Regions from separate parts of the Callithrix jacchus genome. Here region 2 is linked to region 1. Evidence: chromatin contacts called from public Hi-C data. All regions are on one chromosome and are shown on one strand. Each heading gives the region's core, a stretch centred on a gene start, on an enhancer-like site or on the middle of the called end of the contact. The rest is flanking DNA. Distances are from core to core; before and after follow the strand shown.

Evidence for each region. Hi-C and Micro-C count contacts between places; a contact is called where the count stands out from the background.
Region 2: a Hi-C map of skeletal muscle shows a contact between it and region 1, with 4 times the contacts expected there. The contact joins the promoter of WNT9A here to the promoter of ZNF496 in region 1. A contact is called at or near these places in 2 of 3 Hi-C or Micro-C datasets (both in skeletal muscle).

What each region holds. Positions count from the first base shown.
Region 1 is chr19:38,308,266-38,315,477 of calJac240_pri, forward strand. It overlaps ZNF496 (zinc finger protein 496), which reads left to right and starts at 2,249. Exons shown (of 15, transcript XR_013529903.1): 1 at 2,249-2,356; 2 at 2,495-2,710; 3 at 4,375-4,490; 4 at 4,851-5,277; 5 at 5,598-5,781. LOC128930207 reads right to left here and starts at 4,886. Exons shown (of 4, transcript XM_078356421.1): 1 at 4,728-4,886; 2 at 2,917-3,111; 3 at 1,658-2,872; 4 at 933-1,211. The coding sequence starts at 4,886. The coding sequence ends at 1,161.
Region 2 is chr19:38,795,079-38,801,891 of calJac240_pri, forward strand. It overlaps WNT9A (Wnt family member 9A), which reads right to left and starts at 3,636. Exons shown (of 4, transcript XM_035280681.3): 1 at 3,497-3,636. The coding sequence starts at 3,591.

The DNA.
Region 1 (7,212 bases), core at 999-3,498:
CACAGACCACAATAAGGGACCAGATCAGTGCCATTGCTGTCCATTCCCCTCTAAGTCTGTGTCCAACACAGTAAGAACTAGCACTTATTCCGAGGACTGTTCCTAAAGCACAGTTTATTGAGTATCTGCTACGCCCAGCTTACAAGAGCTTCTCGCACTGCAAAAAGCAACGGAGTCCCTGCTGCCTGGTTAGCGTGCAGGCTGTGGTTGGGGCCTGTGGGTTCTGACAGCTCCCAGAGAAGGCAGGTGCGGTTGGTCCAGTGATGGGTGGTGGGGCTTCACATATTGCACACTTGCATTTGTTGTAGTCCACACGCACGTTTTGAGGCACGATGGCCTCCACAGGGGGCCGACATCAGAGGGTGATAGCTGCCTACCTGCAAAGCCCTGGGCTTTAAGCCATACAGCACATTTCCCTGTGCACACTTCACTTTCGGGGTTATCCATCATTCACAGTTTCCTTTGCTACCGTCCATTCACCTTTCCACTCTGCAAGATGACTGTCTCCGGCCCTCTGCCTCCTGCTGTCACATTCCACCCGCTCTTATCCCTGTCAGCTAAGGGCCCTGTGTCACAGTCGGGGTTCTCCAGAGAAACAGAACAAATAACATATGGAGCAGGAAGAGGGAAGGGGGTGGGGGATATTGAGCTAGAGATCAATAGAGAGATGAGAGAGAGAGATTCTTTTCCTGCAAGGAACTGATGCGCTCTGTAGATTGCAAGGGCTTCTAAGTCCAAAATCCGCAGTGCAGGCTGCAGATCCAGAGTCGAGGCTGCCTCAAGTCCGCAGGCGGAGCTCCTTCCTCAGGAGACCGCGGGCTTTGCTCTTAGGGCCTTCAACAGATCTGATGGAGCCCACCCACGTTATGATGGGTAACCCGCTGCATTCAAAGACCACAGATTGAACGATTAATCACATCTAAAAAACAGCCTCACAGAAACAGCCTGACTGGTGTTTGAACAAAAACTGAGTACGATGGCAAGCCAAGATGGTTCATAAAATACAACGCCACACTCGCTCCTTATTTACTGGCATCAGGCTGTCATCTGGGGGACGATCACTGTTCACCACCAAGGGCTTCACTCCTTCGCTCGGTCCATCTCCTGCTCAGGTCGGAATGTGGACACTGACAAACCCGGGCTCGCAGAGACTCTGCCAGTCAAAAGCGATTACTCCCTCCAGCAGTGCAGAGGAGGCAGCGCCCACGGCCCTGAGATGAGAAGAGCAGCGGAGCTCAAGGAGCCTGTGCCTCAGTCCGACTACCTGGTCCCATTTTCCCAGCGGGGCCACTTTCTTTGGGAAAACTGACTTCCTTCTGCCTGCCCTGGAAAGGGGAGCCGAAGGAAATCGGAGCTGCGCGGGAGGTCCCCTCCGGAAGCCGGAGTAGGGGCGGTGGGAATCAGGCCTGCTCAGGGACCTGAGCACTTTCTCTCAAGCTCTGGAGCCTGAAAAATGAGCATGCCCCGGAGACGACCCACGTGAGAATCTGGGCTGCACTCAGCACAGGGGAGTGGCCAGCAGCCCTGTTTCGGGTGGGGTCCCCTAATTTCTGCTTGCCCCTCACTGCCACATAAGCTTGCCTCATCCCCTCCCTGCGCCCCTGTGCCCGGGGTCACCGTGGTCCTTCCCCGACCCCCACGCAGGGCCAGGACTCACGGCAGCCACTGTGCGCCCTTCCCAGGGTTGTCCCGTGCTCGGAGAGGCCTCCGGCTGCGCGGCCTTTCTCGGTCCCGGGACCCTGCACGTGGCGTCAGGCCCGGAAGGCGCGTCCCGCAGCCGCAGGAGGAGCTGGCGGCCCCGGCTTCGGCCGGGAATTCCCCCCCACTCTCCATCCCGCACCCCAGTTCCAGCTTTCAGCCTCAGCCGCGACTCCCGGTAGGCTGTTCCGGGCGTCCACCGGCCCGCGTGTCCTGGAAGCGCAGCAGACACGAGAAGAGCGGAGCAAACAGCCCCCGGGCTGCCCTTCCGGACCCGCGGCCGCCCCCGCAGCCCCCGCCCCGCCGCGCCTCGAAGCCTCGGCCTCCCGCCAGCCGCGCGCCTCCCCCTGGCGGGCCCGCGGGGAGGCCCGGGCGCGGCGACGTGGCTGACCCACAAAGCCCCCGGCCCGGCGGCCAGGCCTGGGCGCGCGCGGAGCGGGGCGGGCCGGGGGTGTCGGGTGTCACCCCCAGCGCACACCTCGGCCGGGGGGCGGGGGAGCGAACCAGTGAGATGCGGAGACCTCCCCGGTCCTAGAGCGGAGCAGGAAGTGTCCCAGGGGAGGGAGCCCGAGGGCTCCGGCCTTTCCTTTCCGCGGCGTCCGGCGGGCTCCGGCGGCGAACGGCCTGCGCCGCCCGCAAACAGGGACGTGCCGCGGCGGTGAGTGCACCCGGGCCCCGGGCCGGCCCCGCCCCGCCCTCCGCGGCCCGCGCCGGCCTCCGCGGCGCCGTCTCCGGGCCCGGACCCGGAGCTCGGGAAGGTGCGGGCGGCGGCCAAAGCAGCACGATTGTTTTTCAGGCGCCTCCCTTTGCCCCCGAGCCGAGCCGCGGCTTTCCGGATGAGCGAGAGACGCGGTGTGGACCCGCCGGGAGAGGAGCCGGGCGCCGGCGGAGACCCCGCCTCAGCAAGTCCGGCCGGCAGGGCGCGCTGGGAGGATGCGGAGGGCTGCGCTGGACTTCCGCCGCCGCGGGAGGGCTTTCGGGCGGGCGCCGCGAGGGAGCCGGAGGCTGTGAGGTGAGGAGCCGGGGCCGGCGGGGCGTGAGCGGGAGGAGGCGGAGCGCGGGGCCCTTCCCCGGCCGCGGCGACCGGCTCCTTCCCTTCTGCCGGTCCTGCCCGGTCCCTCCTCCGCCGGCGGCTGCGAGCGCGCTCCGCCCTGCGGGGCCCTCCTCCGACTCGCTAACGTTAGTTCATTCATCAGGCGTCTCCTCCGAGCCTCCCACGCGCCAGGTGCCGCCGTGACAAAGACGGACGCGGCCGTCTGGTCGGAGACGACCCGAGTGGAAGCCCGCCGCGGGAGCTGGCGGCCCGGGTGGGCGCCGGTGCGCGGGGGGCGGCCGCGAGTGGTCCCGGGCGCCGCAGGTGTGTGATGGGCGCCGCGGGGGCCGCCGAGCTGGGCGGGCGGGGCCGGAGCCTCCCTGGAAGGGAACCCGGGGAGGGGAGCGCGGTGAGGCGTCCAGCCTGCCGCCCCCACACGCGTTTCTGCACGGGCTGTGACTTCGGAAACCAGAGATTCCGAGGAGTGGGTTTTTCTGGAGCCACTCAGTTGTCCGGTAGCTGTTCTGGCATCACCTGCCTTCCTGTGACTTGGGGGTGAGGCCCGTGCCCCCTTCCCACCTGTGAGCTGTTGGAGGTTGAGACCCGCCACGCTGGACGACCTCATGCACTTGGGGGAGTGGCAGGCTCCTGGCAGTGCCCAAGGATCACGGAGGCCCGATGGCAGAGAAGGGCACTGTGAGTGTCCGCAGGTGCCTTTCCCGGCCCCGTGTTCTCAAGTGAGGATCGTGGACAGCAGCCAGGCACACTGGTGCTGATCTTTTGCCACCCTGCGTGTGTCGGCACCTGTCTGCCCCACAGCTGGGAGGTGTGGGCATCCCTGAGCCCCACGGGGGAGCTGTGCTAGCTGCAGTGTCTGGGGGTTCGATGAGGGCTGAGCTATGTGGTGACCGACCGGCTCTTAAAGAAGGGTGTGCCATTGCCTGGAAGGTGGTTTGAGGATGGCAAGGATAGAGAAGAGAGTGGAGGCGAGGTTGAAGTTCAAGGCATCTGAGTATGTGATGAAGGTGTAGGTGTTCTGAGATGCTCCAGAGAGTTGGCGGAAGGCTTATATAAAACCAGCGAGTTCTTTTGTTTTGTTTTGTTTTTTCCGAGACGGAGTTTCGCTCTTGTTACCCAGGCTGGAGTGCAATGGCGCAATCTCGGCTCACCGCAACCTCTGCTTCCCGGGTTCAGGCAATTCTCCTGCCTCAGCCTTCTAAGTAGCTGGGATTACAGGCACGCACCACCATGCCCAGCTAATTTTTTGTATTTTTAGTAGAGACGGGGTTTCACCATTTTGACCAGGATGGTCTCGATCTCTTGACCTTGTGATCTACCCACCTCAGCCTCCCAAAGTGCTGGGATTACAGGCGTGAGCCACCGTGCCCGGCCACCAGCAAGATTTCTCAATGCCGTGTTGTGCCTCTCTGGTAAACTGCATGTGGCTGCCTCGTGTGATTTCCCTGTCTCTGGGCGTTTTCTTACCTCTGCTTCATCCCCTGCCTCCCATAGCAGGCTCTGCTGGGCAAACCTGATTCCAGCTGGGTTGTCCATCAGCCCTCCGCCACCAGCAGGGTGGATTTTCTATTCCTGGATGTGCTTTTGAAGGCTCATCCAGTGCATGTCTGTCTTTGTCTTCCCAGCTCTATTTGTAAAAGTCTTAAGAGCAAGCACAGTGACTTCAGCTCCAAACCTTCAAGATAGTGGCCTGCTTGGCCTGCCCATCTTGGGTCTCTCCAGGAGGACCCAGCCACTCAAGGTACCAGAGAGTCTTGATTACATCTGCATGTGGCGCTCTTGGTTTCCTGGGGTGCTCAAAACACCAGTGTCACGTTGAAATGCCACCACTTTTCTCTCAGATTTCCAGTCTTGTTCACCCAGTCACTGACTTACGGGAATCCACACTTAATGGTACTGTCAGGGGTGGGGAAGGGGAGGGCATCTTTCTGTCTGTGTCATGCTGTATGTAAAGCCCAGCCACACCAACACTCCCTACATTTCCCAGGGCTTCTCCAAAGGGCTGGTATCTGAGGGCGTTGACAGTTTCCTTGTCACTATCCCCCAGAAACGACCGCAGGATACCAGAACACTGAAGCCAGTGATTTCTGTTTGGAAATAGGGTCGTCTTCTGCTGCTGACCCCCATCAAATCCCATCATGCCCACAGCCCTGTGCCCCCGAGTCTTGGCTCCGAAGGAAAGTGAGGAGCCCAGGAAAATGAGGAGCCCACCGGGAGAGAACCCTAGCCCCCAGGGGGAGCTTCCCAGCCCCGAGTCCTCTCGGCGCCTCTTCCGCCGTTTCCGCTACCAGGAGGCGGCGGGCCCCCGGGAGGCTCTGCAACGCCTCTGGGACCTGTGCCGGGGCTGGCTGCGGCCAGAGAGGCACACCAAGGAGCAGATTCTGGAGCTGCTGGTGCTGGAGCAGTTCCTGGCCATCCTGCCCCGGGAGATCCAGAGCTGGGTGCGGGCCCAGGAGCCTGAGAGCGGGGAGCAGGCTGTGGCCGCAGTGGAGGCACTGGAACGGGAGCCCGGGAGACCCTGGCAGTGGGTGAGTAGAAGGCGTGGGGCTGGCGCCGGGAGAGAGCTGGTGCTCAGACACTTTGGCTGGTCCATGCGTCCGCATGGGGAGCAAGGAAGTTCCATCTAGAGCCATGTACTTTGGTTAGGCCCAGACTAGAGATTCCCAAGAAAGCAAGTTTTACTCCCTGAAGGCTCTAATTTGGGCATGATAGTGTCATCCCCCTTTACTGCCCAGTCCAAGGCCTAGGTTGAGCCTTTGGTGGTCCACTGTGGAGTGGATGGTCACCGGACCCAGGGAGAGATGGGACCACTTCACCTAGCCCTGAAAAGCTCTCTCTGGGATTACAGCTCAAGCACTGTGAAGACCCTGTGGTGATTGATGATGGGGACAGCCCTCTGGACCAGGAGCAGGAACAGCTGCCGGTAGAGCCCCACAGCGACCTTGCAAAGAGCCAGGATGCCCAGCCCATGGCCCTGGCACAGTGCCTGGGTCTCCCAGGCAGACCACCAAGCCAGCTCAGCGGGGACCCAGGTATGCAGCCCAGGGGTGTGTAGGAGGGGTAGTCTGGGGGAGTGCATACCCCATACTGTGAACTGGGTGTGGTTTTTGTTAAGCTGATGGCTTTTACATCAGCAGTTTTCTCCTATCTGTGAGCTGTTACCAGGGTCTGAGTCCCTTCCTAGAGCAATTAAATGAGAACCTCATCAGCACGTTTGTCCTCTTCGGGGTTCTGGATCCTCTCAGAGGGAACTGTTCTGTAGTGGGTGTTGTGAGGTTGTGCCCTCTCATCTCTTTGAGGGTGCATCTCTGCAGGATCTGTCAGCTGGATGACAGCTAGGGCCTGCCGCATGAACTGAGCGTGGCCATCTCTTCTTGCCTCTTGGAACCTGTTTCCTTGGTTAAACAGTCCTGTCCACAGAATCATTGTCATGCTGTAAAGAGATATAAAAATATTTTGAGGACACAGGGTGGAATCTACGGTGTGAAGCCAGAACATACATGGTTTGAGTATGTATACAAAGTACACGGTGGCTGCAGGAAGGTAGTTTTGTCATCAGATAAACTTAGAGTTGAACCTTTGGGTAAACTCTGAAAGCCTTGGTTTCTTCCTCTGTCCAACAGAGATGGTAATCACCCTTTTTGGGGTTTTTGGAAGATTAAATGATATACAACCTGTAAAAGGTTGAGCACAACTTCTGAGGTGCCCAAAATTTAACCTGAAGTACTTGTCATGGGAAACTGGCGCCCTTGGATTGAAGGGAGTTGGGCACATGGGTTCCTTTTACCACAGAGCCTTATAGGTACAATGGAAGAAAAGTGTCTGGGGGGCCAAGGGTGCTTTCTGATGATTTACAGAAGTCATGTTTGGCGTTATGGTAAGCTTTTCAGTAATAAAACCAAAATGCCTATTAAATTTCTCTGTGTGGAAAAACTATGGTGACTTCTGTACAAATCACATAAACTCTTCTGCCTCTTGTTGCTAAAAGTCAAGATCGGTGTGATATTTGCTACCATAACAAAGTACCACAGACTGGCTGGCTTATTTAACAGAAATGTATTCTCTCACAGTTCAGGAGACTGGAAGTCTGAAGCCAAAATATCAGCAATCTTGGGTTCTTCAGAAGGTTCTCTCCTTGGCTTGTAGACAGGTCTGATGCTAACACCAAGAGAAGTTTGCAGATAGACATTTAGAAGGAGCTAGGGGCTGGGCGTGGTGGCTCATTCTTGTAATCCCAGCATTTTGGGAGGCCGAGGTGGGCAGATCACCTGAGGTCAGGAGTTTGAAACCAGCCTGGCCCCCAGGTGAAACCCCATCTCTGTTAAAAATACAAAATTAGCCATGCATGGTGATGGTCGCCTGTAATTACAGCTGCTTGGGAGGCTGAGGCAGGAGAATCGTTTGAACCCAGGAGGTGGAGGTTGCAGTGAGCTGAGATCACGTCATTGACCTCCAGCCTGGGA
Region 2 (6,813 bases), core at 2,386-4,885, 490 kb after region 1:
GACGAAATCTCTGAGGTTCATCCAGTCGGGTCTGACTCAGTGATAAGAAGGAAGGCGACAGGACGCGTGCTACGGCGGTGATGCTAAGTGAGAGCAGCCAGGCATGGAGGCCACACCGCACAGGATTCCATTTCTAGGAAACGCCCGGGACAGGCGGACCCATGGAGACAGAACACAGACGAGTGCTTGCCAGGGACTGGGGGAAGGGATGGCAGCGACCGCCTAATGCGTATGAGGTTTCTGGGGTGAGGAAAATGTTCTGGAATCAAACAGTGGTAAGAGCTGCAAGGCCTGGCAAATGAGGTACTCAAAACCACGGGGATATGTACTTTAAAAGGGTGGATTTCACAGGACGTGAGTTACATCCAATAACAAAAGCCACCGGGCCCCTGATTCGCAGTGGTCACTCCCTTCAGCCTGGGCTCTGGATCAGTTCCAAGCACCTTCCAGTCCCGACGGCTGGCTCTGGAGCCACAGCCGGGGGCACCTCAACAATCCCTCAGTGCCAGCCTTGCTCATGCCTCTTCCAGGCAGGCCTCCAGGCTACTGAGGCCCAGAGAAGGGGACAACCTGGCAGGGCCGGGCCTCCCACCATCTCGGCCCCCAGAGTGGCCTGCAAATGTTTCCTGAGTTATCTACAAGGCCACCACCACAAAACAGCCTCAGGGCCTTTAGAGAACAGCCCCCGTGGGAAGCTGCTGCCCTTGTCCCAAGCTAGCCGGGACCCCTAAGGATAAGGCCACAGTGCCAGGGAGCCAGGCAGCCCACCAGCCAGGGGCAGGGGTTCAAGCCCCACTGGGCACCAACAGCCCCCAGACCCAGCCCCGACACCACATCCAGTGTGTGGGCCCAGCCGAGGAGCAGCCCCAGCGTCTAATCCGGACCCACCATCTTACCTGAGACCACAACCCAGCAAGGGTGAGGCCAGAGGGGCCTCCCAACAGAGGACAAGCCATGTCCTCAGGCCACCCCCAGGCCTACCCTCTCGCTGCAGCCTCAGGAGAGGGTCTGAGTCTGCACCCCAAGCCCTCCCCATGGCCTCAGGCTGGCCTCCCTGCTTACCCCTCTGTCTAGAAGGGCTTGGGGCCAAGCCAGCAAGGAGGCATGGGGACACGGCCCTGGGAGAACCAGATGGAAACTCCACCTGCTAGCCAGGCGGAGGTGCAGGGCCAGGCCAAGGGAGCCTCTTCCCCACAGGGGGTCCAGCCTGGTGGCCAGAGGCTTCCAGGAGGGCAGCAGGCACCGGCCAGGGTTGGGTTGCAGCTCAGGGAGGGGGCAGCGAGGACTCCCGTGGGCCCACATGACCCTCCCCCAGGCCAGGCTCTCCTCTCCGGGTTCCTGGGCTGTAACTGGAGCCGCGTTCTTGCCCGGGAGCCTCCGTGCCAGGCAGAGCTCTCAAGAGGGGGGAAGGGAAAAAAAGGCCCTAGATCCCAGCCCCTTCTCCCTGCTCCCTGGACTGGAGCTGGGGAGGGCCACACTGGCCCCGATCCAGCTCCACCTGGCCTCTAATGCCCTGGGCCGCCCCTGCCTTCGCTGGGCCAGGAGCCACAGTCCCAGACCCCAACCAGCAGGAGAGGCCTTTCTCTACACACAAGCCAGCCTGGAGCCCTTTGTGCCCTCTTCCCCTCCACAGCCCAACCTCAGGAGCTGACTAGAGTTGGGGAGCCTGGCCTGCCCTGACCCAGGACGCCTCCCCAGCCCCTGGTTCGGGAAGGCGCTCATTCTCCGTCAAACAGAGTCCTAGCTGCCCTCTTGCAATGCCAGCTGTCCCTGAAGGCTTTGCCCTCTGGACTTCCCACATGGCGGCTATGTGGAGAACTGCCCTCAGGACAGGACTCAGGAATCCTCCCTTGATGGGCCCTTTGCAGCTAAGAAGCAGGGCCCAGGGGGCCTGGCCAGAGAAGCCACCACAGCAAGAAAGCAAGAGAGCTGAAACACACGCACTCAGCTAAAGCAGCAGAGCCCCTTGACCTCCACCGGGGCGCAGAGCCCAGAGACAGATCAGAGGAGGAGAGGCCAGGACCCAGCCCCACCCCGTCGCCAGGAATCGGATCACAGCAGGGACAAAGCCGCCCAGCCCAGACAAGCCCAGGGTGTGTCCGGAGCCAGAGGAGCAGAGCCTCCGCTGGGCCGGAGAGCAGGGAAGCACAGCTGGCTGGCAAGGCCCCCGTGACTCACCGCGGACCTGTGGCCCTCCCTTCTGCCTTCCCGGGTGAGGCTACGGGCTGCACAGATGGCGTGCCGTGGCGTGCCAGCCCGGCCCAGGGCCGTACCCACAGTCGGAGCCAGGAGAGGGTTGTGGGTGGGGGCCCCAGGGAACGGAGACACCGAGCTGACCCTGGAAGACGACCCAGAAGAAAGGAACGGAGAGAAAAAAGGCGGAGAAAGAAAAACACAAAGGGAAAGTTTCCCATGAAAATATTTTATTTTCTTTGAGAACAGGATACACCTGCAGGGCTCCTCGGCCCAGGCGGCCTCTCCCCACCCTGGCGGGTGCCAGATTCCTGGACCAACGGGGCCCTCTGCCGGCCAGGCAGCCTCGCGCCGGCGCTCGGGCCAGAGGGCCGGGAACAGGTGACCGGCGGAGGGCGGCGGCCCAGGGAGCGGCCCAGGGCGCCCAGGTCGGGGGCTGGGATCCGAAGGCCAACCAGGGCTCCCAGGGGCGGCGCCCGGGGCAGAGGTGGGAGAGTGGCGGGGAGGCCGGGGGCGCTGCCTCGCACGGTGCCACCCTGCACCTCGGCGTGCCCGAAGCGCGGCGAGGTCCCTATAAGGTCGCTGGGCTGGGCATCCCCGACCTGGGAGGGGGGAAGGGAAGGAAAGGCAGAGAAACGCGCCGACAGCCCGGCAAGGCGCCGCTGCAGACACACGCGAGCACCGGCAGTGACACCGCGGGACGCTCCGGCCGGGCCCTGCGCTCCAGGCCAGGTCCTGCAGACGCGCTCCCGCGGGCAGGGGTCCACGCCACAGCGTCAGAAGCAAAGCGCAAGAAAAACAAATTCCTCCAGCTTGGAGGGTTTTTTTTTCTTTCTTTCTCCCTTTGGGGCTCAGCGCAAGGAACATCTGGATTTTGTACGTATTTTTGTTACTGTTAAATAACTTCTCGAGGAGAGAAAGGCGGGGAGCTGCTAGGTGGGCGATGGGCTGCGGCCGAAGACTCAGGCTCCAGCCGTTTGGCAAGCACAGGGCGGCCCCAAGAAGCCGGGACCTGATCCCAGTCCCTAATCGAGAGGCGGTCCCGCTCACCGCGGCGGCGACCACCACGATTCCGCGGTCACGGAGGACGGCGGCCCCGCGCAAGCCCGACGGGTCCGCCCGCCTCTCTACCGTGCCCCGCCGCGGAGCGGACGGAGCGACGCGCGCGCGGCAAACACACAGCGCCAGGCAACCCGGCGGCCCCGCCGCGCCCCGGCCCGAGCCACCCCCGGGACTCCGACGCCCCCGCCCCGGCTCTGCCGCCCCCGCCCACCCGTGCGCGCCGGCCGCGGAAGGCACCTACCCGAAGTAGGCGGCCGAAGGGCGCAGCGCGGCGAGCAGCAGCGTCAGCCCGAAGGCCGCGGCCAGCCAGCGCGCCAGCGGGGGCCCATCCAGCATCTTGCCGCGCCGCGGCGGCCGACCATCGCGCTCCCAGCTCCGCGCAGGACGCGTCGCGGCCGCCGCCCTCTTATAGCGCCCGGAGCGCGGCCAGCTGGGCCCGGCCCCGCCCCGCGCCCGGGAGGGGATCACGCCGGCGCCGGGGGCGGGCCGAAACCCGAGCCGCGCGCGCGCCCGCCCGCCCGCCGGCCCCTCCTGGCCACGCGGGGCCCCGGCCGCCTCTCCCGGCGCGGGTCTCAGGCGCGCCCCGCCCGCGGGGACGGAGGAAGGAGGGGCGGAGAGCGGTGGGAACCGAGGGCGGGGCGGGCGAGAACTCTGGGCGGCCGCCGCGGGACGGCTTCGGGGGGCCGGGGGCGGGCGCGGGGAAGCGGGTAGAGCGTTGGGGGCGCTGCCGGCGGAGCTTGGGGTGGCCCCGGGGGCGGGACCGAGGGGGAGGGGAGGGGAGGCGTTGGCGGCCGGGCTAGCTGCCGGCGGGGCTCGAGGCTGGGACGGTCGGGGATGCAGAGGACCCGGGCGTCTACCCCGAGTTGGGCGCTGCGCTGCTGCCCTGGGGGAAGCCTGGCGAGGAGGAGGCGGGCTAGCCGGCGATGCCTGCGCCCTTTGCGCCTGCTAACCCCCTCAAGAGCGGGGCCAAGGAAGCGCTCCTCTCTGGCGGGCACGGTGGCTGCTTTGGGCCTGGGGATGAAGCGACGTGGCCTGTTGGGGCTGAGAGGTGAGTCGCTCTATCTTTTGGGGTCCTGGTGGTCTCCCCATTCTTAAATTGTGGGAGGGGAGCTAGCGGCTAAGACACTGCCACACCAGCCATCGGGCGACGCCCTTCTCCTGTTTCCTGGCCGGGACTGGGGAGAAAGAGGACTCCTGGGATGGAAGGTGCACGCCCAGGCAGCTAGAAGGGCAGAGTCGCCGCCCAGAGACTCGTCCCCGCTGCTGATGCGGATTCAGAGCCGCTTCTGAAGCAGGATGGTGTCAGAGGACCCAGAGCTGGCGTTAGGACACAGGTGCACACGTTCCAGACGGAACGTCCAGGAGAAGGCTTTGAGGTTCTTTGGATGGGGCCTCTGTGCCGCAAAGCAAGAGACACAAGAACGGGTTCCGGATCCAGGCTGGTGGAGGCATGTCATTCACCTGCCACCTGCAGACCCTGGTCAGTGCGGGGTGGTGCCCCCCCCCCACAGGCCAGGCTGCCAAGACCAAGAACACTTAGGGCCAGCGAGCCTGCCCGGCCACGTGCTGCAGGGGCCTCAGAGACCTGGGCTTCGGGACCAGCACTGCCCCCGGGAAGGAAGGCCTCTCTAGGCAGTGACCTCTGCGTCTGCAGGGGCTGATTCTGGCACAGTGACCGCAGGACCCGGGGGGAAGAGCAAATGCCCCAGAAGGCTGTGAAACCCTGCCCATCAGCGACCTGACTGTGGCAGTGACAGGTGGATATGAGGAGTCCTCAGGAGAAGAAAACAGCAGAAAATGGCCCCCATGAGGGTTCTGAGCCACCCTCACCACCTCTTGGGCTCTTGGCCCTGCTTCCCTGGGAAAGCCTGGCCACGTGGGCCACCCTGGTGACCATGCCCTTCCTGAGTCCATCCTGGCCAGCTTGCCACGTGAGCTCCAGGTACATGTGGGGCAGGGTAAGGCTGGGGCAGGGAGGAGACTGGGCCCGGCAGTCACTCCCTCTTGGGCCTTAGTTTCCCCGTCTGAGACCCAACCAACTCCAGTGACTGGTGGCTTTTCTCTAAGGTGTGATGTCCTGTATGAGAGCCCTGGCCCCTGGTTCTGCTTTTCCACTGAGTGTGACTGGCCTCACATCCTTCCCCATCCATAGGACCCCCTCCTGTGGGGTGGGGAGAGGGCACTCATTTGTCCTCTTTTGCTCATGAGGGGATGAGCCGCCTCCCTTGAAGTGGGGCTGGCTCAGCAAACGGAGGGCAGACGGCAGCCCAGCCACCCAGGCTGCAGCAACCCCGGGGAGGCCCACGTGCTGCACAACCGTGGGCACCAGTGAGCCCCCAAGGTCCAGCTCTAGCACCTGGAGGCAAGAGGCAGCAGAGGAGAGCAGGCAGGCGATCACAGGCTTAAAGGCATGGAGATTGCCTCCAAGAAGAGGCGTGAGATTGTAAACATGCATCACAAGCCTCTGGCAACACAGCTCCCGTCCACTGGGCGTGAAGCGCTCTCCCGGTTAGCTGTCCCAGGCAGCGTAGTGGTCCCTGAGGAACGAGGCAGCTGCCTGGCCGGCTGAGGGCGAGGGGTCTCTAGTCCCAGCCCTGGACTCTGGGAACACATTTGGTGCACGAGGGTGCTGAGAAGGAACATCCAACATCCATGGACTCAGGAAGGGCCCTGCTGTTTCCCCAGAGGAGGGAGGCCATCAGCTCCTGGCAGCTTTCGGTGGTGGTGGGACTGACAGGCCAGACCTGAGTGGCCCCACCAAACCCCCACTTGAAGCCCCCGCCCAGCCAGGAGCCTATCAGGACCCAGAGCATGTGGCTGACAGGACCCAGGGCACATGGGTGGTAGGGCCCAGTGCCCTATGCAGGGGGTAATGCCACAGATACCCCTGAGGTCTGGCAGACTGGCCCAGCTCTCACCTCCCTGCACCTGGGATGATGGTGACAGACCGAGGTGGTCCCCTCAGCCTACCTGGACCCAAGGGGAACCACACTCCCTCCCACAAATCTCCCACACCCTCTTCCACAAATCTCCCAGCCTCAAACTCCCTTTCATGTCTGGCTGCCCTCACCCACCACGGTCTGCCTGCTGTCTCAACTGCAGCAGCTGGTGGCCCCTCCCAGAGGGCAGCGTTCACCCGCCCAAGGGCACATGGCGCTAGGGAGGCAAGCGCCTGCTCCCGCCCCCTGCTTCTCCCACCTAAGCCACATCCAGACAACCTTGGGCACGGTGTGAGGGGGAGACATTTCCCAGGGAGGGTGGGCTTTTTCACTGCCATCCAGTAGACTGCAGTCTGGCCCATGGCAAAGTGGCCTCTGTGTTTCCATTGGAGAAGCCGAGGCTGCTGGTTCTCTGGCTGGAAGGTGCGTCGTACCCACAACTTCCCACGGCCTCCCAGCCCTAAGAAGCTCTCCAGGTAAGGGGAGGGGAGTAGGCAGGATAAGCCATCTCCGGCCCACAGTCGGGTGAACAGAAGTCTAACGCCAATCAATACCAGGCCAGGTGTGGGGCTTACCCCTCTATTACCAGTACTTTGGGAAGCCAGGTATGGACGCCAGA